2 separate regions of the Zea mays genome follow, and region 2 is linked to region 1. A link is a contact called in public Hi-C data. All regions are on one chromosome and are shown on one strand. Each heading gives the region's core, a stretch centred on a gene start, on an enhancer-like site or on the middle of the called end of the contact. The rest is flanking DNA. Distances are from core to core; before and after follow the strand shown. Region 1 holds the start of LOC100277463. Region 2 holds the start of LOC100277448.

What was found. Hi-C and Micro-C count contacts between places; a contact is called where the count stands out from the background.
Region 2: a Hi-C map of leaf shows a contact between it and region 1, with 1.9 times the contacts expected there. The contact joins the promoter of LOC100277448 here to the promoter of LOC100277463 in region 1. A contact is called at or near these places in 3 of 25 Hi-C or Micro-C datasets (bundle sheath and leaf).

What each region holds. Positions count from the first base shown.
Region 1 is chr4:233,972,704-233,976,180 of Zm-B73-REFERENCE-NAM-5.0, reverse strand. LOC100277463 reads right to left here and starts at 1,495. Exons shown (of 1, transcript NM_001151014.2): 1 at 776-1,495. The coding sequence starts at 1,329. The coding sequence ends at 943.
Region 2 is chr4:234,129,278-234,132,754 of Zm-B73-REFERENCE-NAM-5.0, reverse strand. It overlaps LOC100277448, which reads left to right and starts at 1,720. Exons shown (of 2, transcript NM_001151008.2): 1 at 1,720-1,811; 2 at 2,129-2,838. The coding sequence starts at 2,143. The coding sequence ends at 2,496.

The sequences.
Region 1 (3,477 bases), core at 246-2,745:
CAGTGCCTGTTACAGCAGTCCAGAAATTCCAGTTAAAATAGATAAAGCTACAAGATTTAATTCGCAAAAACAACAGAAAAGCCAGGTTAACAAATAAATTTTTATAATGGATTTGACTTTCTCAACAAAGCTGCTCGCATCAAGAAGCCAGAGCCAAAGCTATTCTTAAACTCTACCAAAGGGACCCTTATAATTCACTCTACCTAAACAAACTTAAGGTGTTCGAGAAATTTAAGTTATATCAGGCGATTTGCAGGATGTATGGAATAACCGTATTGTATTGATTCTCTTGTGATTTATTTATAATATATCAATTGTTTTTACGTACAATGTATTATTTTTTGTTCTTATCTTACTTTAAAGAAATCGTAAATTATATACCATCTTTGTGTCCACTTATATTAATTTTTTCGGATATGTGGCTTTGTCTGTCGAGTTTTTTTCCTTGATCCAAAATTACAGATTTTGTCTATAGAAATTACAATAAATTAACGCTATAATTTCTACATGGAACAGCCATAGCCTGAGAAGAAGCCTAAATTCAGATAGACACATGAATTCAGCAACTTGATCGCTTTATATTTTCCAGTGAATGTCTTTTATAGATGACGCCATGCATACGTATGGCTGATGGACAGTGCTGTACTGTCAGTCTGTCACCGACGCTACTAGTCGAGAGGCAGTTGAACTGTGTGTGAAGTAATCCTATGCGTCAAAGCCTAAACAAAGGTGAGTACGGGGTAATCGTTTTAACTTAAAACTTTAAAAGTAAGGATGGCAGAAGAAACGACCTTCATTTAACTGGGACCGGATCAGCAAGTTAAAAGTAGAAATAATTTTAAGCAACAAGAGAGGGAGAGAGGGAGGAAAAAAAAAATCGAAACGCCCAACGGGCAACACATCTACGAGTTCCAGATCCTCTACAAGTACTCCTATAGCTAGCTAATCACTATTATCGGAGGTGGCGTCCGGCGCCGGCGCCGTCTCGGCAGGGCACTCGACGATGCTCTCAAGGCTGGGCCGCCACCCGTCGGCAGCCGCCCGGCCCTCACGCTTGCGCGCCATCTCCCGGAGCACGTCCGCGAGGCGGCGGTCGCCGGCCTTGAGCTGCGCCACGAGCCACCCCAGCTCGCCCTTGGTCAGCACCATCTTCACCTTCAAGATTGACGACGGTGTCATCGCTTGATCAATTATTGCCTCCTCCTCATCACCGCCGGCAGTGCTTCTCCTCCGTTGCGGCTGCTGGCACCCTGCTTCTACGGCGGCCGCGCAGCTTCTACTGCCGCCGACGCCGACGCCGCCGCTGCTGATCTGGACGCAGTTGCCCATGGCCGAGCCGAGACTCCGTGACTGTACTGTACCTATAGCTAGAGCTAGCTCAACGTACTGCTCAACAGCTACGTCGTTGGTTGGTTTATTGGGTGGCTTGGGTTGGTTTGGTACAGCAGCCGCGCAGGCCAAGTGAGGCGCAATAAGAGGGTGGGGGTTGCGAGGTGCTGGAGCTATTTATCGGAGCTCTATTTTATATATATTGTTGCAATTAACGCTGTTGTTTCGTTTGTACTGTGCAATATATGGCGATGAATAGTTCATTTACTATACAGCCGCTTTCTAGTTTCGAGACGGCAAGAGACCACAAGATTATCAGCTAAATAATGACCACAAGAGACGACGGCAAATTAACAACTAATATAAATCAATTCTATGACAAATGCTTTCTTCATTTTAAATTATAGGCCACTTTAAATTTGTTTTAAGTGCTAATCTTGTCGACCAAGGTTTTTGATACGTACGGTACGGTACATCCAAATAACTGTGAACTGTTGATCCAGATAGTGATGATCACATATTAACTTCTATTCTAGGAGGTAATATGGGAAAATATATTTCTTATTTTGAGAACTAAAAACATAAGTAAAATACTACAAAAAATATCGATCAGTTACACTACCGGAACAAACTACTTTGGCAAAGCTCCGAAAACATTCAGCGAACTCTTTGCCGAGTGTACCTCTCGTCAAAGAGGACTCGATGAACTGTACATCAACAACGGTTTATTTATCGAGTGCATTATGTCGGGCACTCGACAAACCATCTGGAGCTCGACAAAGAAAAGTCGTCGTGACAGCGACAAGTGACGACGACGGAGACTTTGTTGAGTGCACTCACTAACACTCGGTAAAGAGGGAGCCTTTGCTGAGTGCCTGCTAATCTAGCACTCGGCAAAGAAAGCTCCAGTAGACCCCTACAACAGCCTATGTGCCAAGAGTGACAAACTAGCATTCGGCAAAGAGAGCACCAGTGGGCCCCTTTGCCCGTCTCTTTGCTGAGTGCGCTGGCTGGCACTCGACAAAGGGAGCTTCTTTTGTTGAGTGTCAGGACTACAGAACTGGACAAAGAGATTTTACCGGTTCCTAGGTGTGCTCTCTTTGTCGAGTGTTGTGGTCATTGCACTAGACAAAGTCGCTCTTTGTCGAGTGTAACACTCGACAAAGTTACCAGAAATCCCCTTTTTATTTGTTTTTATTATTCGACCCAAACAAACAAAACATATATCACATAATCATTACATATACATCGCAGAGTTCACAAAATCATCATATACATCATAGAGACCACAAATCTCACAAGTTTTTCACAAACATGTCTAAGTTCAGACCAAGTTTCACAAACATGAGTATTACCAATACTCACGGACATAAGCTTTTTACAAAGATAACCCTCCCCCTCCTCGTCCTCATCCCACTGTCCACCATCTTTGTCCAATCACTTGTAATTAAGAGTAAGCAAATAAGCACATATAAAAAAATACGTATTTAGAAACATATATGAAATAAATAAAATATAGCATTACATCGATTAAAAATAATCTTCATGGTCGAAATTAATCAGATCATAAGTCCCATCATCACTATCAACCATTTCATAGTCAACACAATCTGAAGGCGCAAGTTCGTCATTGTCATTGTCTAAATGTAATCCTTAAAGCATGTCTATGTCATTCTCATTTTGCACCTCATCATCCTCCTCGTCAACAACCAGTTCAATATCTACTTCCATTTCAATCGCTTCGGTTAAGTCTATTTCAAATCGCACTTCTAGCCATATTCTTAAAATAATTCTCCAACATATGTGTTTGGGTCTAACTAACAATCTTCATCGTTTGGAACACGTAATTTACCGTGCGGTGATACCTTGTACACAACATCCCAACCCATAAGATGTTCTTTCGTTTGGCACACATATGGGAGATAATATACTTGTGTGGCCAGTTGGGCATGATATAGACATCGTCTCCTAGTAAGATAGAATCTTTACGAATTTCTACTAGCCCAACATTAGAATTTGTCCGTCTCGTCACTTTAGGGTCAAATCAATGACATTTGAATATCACTAGAGTAAGAGGTTTGGAACCATGAAAATTGAGGTCATCTATTTCTTCACTTCTTCCATAATACTCGACCTCATCAAGCCCAG
Region 2 (3,477 bases), core at 471-2,970, 160 kb before region 1:
TGTTGTGCCTGAGGACAATAAGAGATGTTTGCAGCACCACCGACGGCGACGCCCGTCTCGTGCCGCCCTCGGCCTCCAGTGACGCCGCACCGGTGCCGGGCCAGAGGCTCGCGCGGCGCGGATGCCTCATCGGCGAGGGACAAGTTAGTGCCTCAGCGTTGGTGGATGGGCTTGCCTGTCGAGGGCGACGACAGGAGGGACATGCGAGGTGAGTGAGGGGCGCGGCGGGACGGCGCCGAGGCCGGGGGCGGCCAAGGCGAGGGACGCCGAGGATGGAACGTGGGGGGAACAGCGAGGTTTCTGGACGGGGTGTGGCGGCCGTGGCGCGGGCATCTCGCGGACGTGATTTCCGCGGGGATGAGGATCGCGAGGCGGGGGCATAGCACACCAGGTGATGGCGTGGTCATGGCGGGCCATCGTGCTGGCATCGCCGGCGGTTAGGGTTTGAGCTTGCTTCCCGACCGATGGTGGTGGCGTGTGGGGCGGGGTACGGGGAGGCGAGGGCGAGGGTATGTCGGCGTGGGGCTATGGGGCCAGGTGAGCGTGGGTTGGGGAAGGAATGCAGAGCAGGGAGGGAAAGGCGACAGGGAAGAAGGGAACACAACGACGCCGGACCGCTCGGGGGTGGAGGCGAGGGCACCATGGCACCGGGGGGAGGGGCTGCGGGCATCACGCCGGGGGAGGGGGAGGGGGCGCGGCCATCGCGGCGTCGGGGAGGAGGGACAATCGCGGCGCTGACACGGGATCTGCGCGCTTGGGACTGGAGAGGATCGCGGAGGGGAGAGAGGGCAGAACCGTGCACCACATGGATGTGTACGTCTACACTACTGTCTTAAAAAGTAGTATAGATATATGAAGGGTTTTGGTCGAGTTAGATTAGGATAAATGTTATTCAATTTTCGGAATTTCCGAAATTGAACATTAAAATAATTCCAGATTTAGCATAAGGCAACGAAAAATGCTCAAGAATCTCAAAAAAAAAATCTAAAACTTTCTAGAGAAATTTTGGGAGATGAGAAACTCAAATATAATATTTGGAGTTCAAGAAAAATCATTTGAGTCTATCTCAAACATTAGTATACGCTCACAGATAAAAGAAGGAACAATTGGATCTATACCATTAAAAGATCCAAACTTTAGATATATACCATGGACCCCACATGTCATTGACTCATGTGGACCCACATGTAAGTGAGATAGTAATGGTATGGATCCAAAGTGGTGATCTTTTAATGGTATGGATCCAAATTTCCCATAAAAGAAATAAGGTACTGAAAAAAAACAACTGGTAAGATTTTAGAGATAAGGTTGATGCACAATGAACACAAGAAACAATTTAGAGCGTAGGAAGAAGATTTTAGACAAGTTCCAAGAGAGATGAATAAAAATTAATTACGAACACATTTAAAAACTTTACTCCCTCGCAACACGAAACAACACAAAGCAAACATCACGCTACCATAAGGTCATTGGTTTAATTTAGAAAAAGGTTTTTTAAATAGTTTGCTATAACTACTCCGTGGAAACTTTCAAACAAATCTTGAGAAGTTCGTATAAATATAAAAAAACGCGTACTGCCCTGTCGGATCCCGACCCCCTCCTTGCATTGACTTGAGACTTGGTCTACAACCAATAGAGAGAGAGAGTACGACCAAACGGAGGCTTCTTCGTTCTCGCTTCACTCGAAGCTATATAATACCACCAAGCTAAGCACGTACCATCCTAAGGTTGAGAGCAGAGTACCATCGTCAATCGACTGGTTTAATTCGTGCTAAGCAGCACACGTCTCCCTCTTCTGAAAGAAGCTGCAGGTAACTAGACAAAACTTGGATCTGTAAACTTTGTGATTCATTATGCATGCGGGGTGTTTAATTTGCAAGAAGATCAAAACAATCTCTTTGCCGAGCGTCAGAAGGTTTACCGATTGTTTTCTGGGTTTTGTCGAGTAACTGAAGCACTCGACAGTCGGCAAAACAACTGTGTCCGGTAGTGATATACAAGATCAGACAATTATATTTTTTTCTCTTCTTGTTATTAGATAGTGCCTATTTAGTTTCTGCAGATTAAGAGATGTCATCTCTAGTTCAACTCATACTCATATAAGTGGCCTGCTGTAATAATGAAGCAGGTTTTCGCCGGACCATGGCTGGAAGAGGAGGAAATGGCGTTCCGGCCGAACAGGAGTTCCCAGGCTGGAGCGTCGCCAAAGCCCAGGAAGATCCACACCCACCTGTGCGGCATGTGCACGCTGCTAGAGGTCTCCCTGCGCAAGCTCGGCATAAAAACGAGGAAGGGCCGGCGCATTTCATCCCTGGCATCTCCAACTCCATGCCTAGCCATCATCATCAATTTCCGGGGGCGCAGTGGAGCAAGAATCCTACGCCGCATGTCCCCTCTCCAGTGGAATTCATCATAGAGGCGTTTCAGCACCAAAAGGATGAGCTGAAGGAAAAGGCGCGCCAAAAGTTGATTCGCTTATCCGGCGGGGGGAACTAGACAAAGAAGAGAAAGGATGCATGGGGATGAACAATCTACAGCAGCGCTATAGTTGTCTGGACATCAGCATAGAGAGGTGCAGATGACACATACAACATCGACTATATATATATTAATTTATGCTGCACGCGCGACTCGTGAGTCTTTAGTTTGATTTGTTGAATAAATGTAATGAGAGCTAGTACGTCGTCTCTACTATACATGCATATGCTGGCCAATCCACAGGATGGTACTAGTCCTCCATAGTAAACAACAGAACCCAACTGGTTCAAATTGTATTCGGTTCTGTCTGTAAAATCTGATTCTATTCACCGCTAGCAATCACATGGAGCATGTTCATCACAAAGTTCATCGATCCGACGTCCGATTCACACAAGCCAACCATAACATCAACCATATATATAAAAGTTCAACACAGGAAGGCTACTAAATGCTGTGGGTTTTTGTTGTTAAGTTCATACTTAATTTATACTAGTTCAATCATTCTTCTATATCGGTTTCACCTCGTCTGCCATGCATGAGTCAGCTAGGTTATCTCTATATTGTAATGATAACGATAATGATAGAAAAGACATTTAATCTCAGCCCTGAGTGTACGCGCAGGTTACATGTACCAGCTCACTCCGTTCCAACCACTCTATATTACAAGCCATTTCAATTTTCTTGAAGAATCAAAGCATGTCAGGTTTAACAAATTTTGTATAGTAAAATAATAATATTTAGAATACCAAACAAGCTGTACTATCAGTTTCTTCATTAATTATATTACGATAGTACCAGGTTTTTAAGTCGTCCGACTAATCATGATTAGTTGGTCGTATCGTTTTCTTAAAATCGATATATAATTTAATACAACTTGGCCGACTTAAGGCCGAATCGTCCACCTAATCGTCCGATGACTCAAAAAGGCTAGAGCTTCCGCATTCAGCCAACCCATCATGCATGGTGTTTCGGTGGACCGGTCCACTTCCAACCCATCTT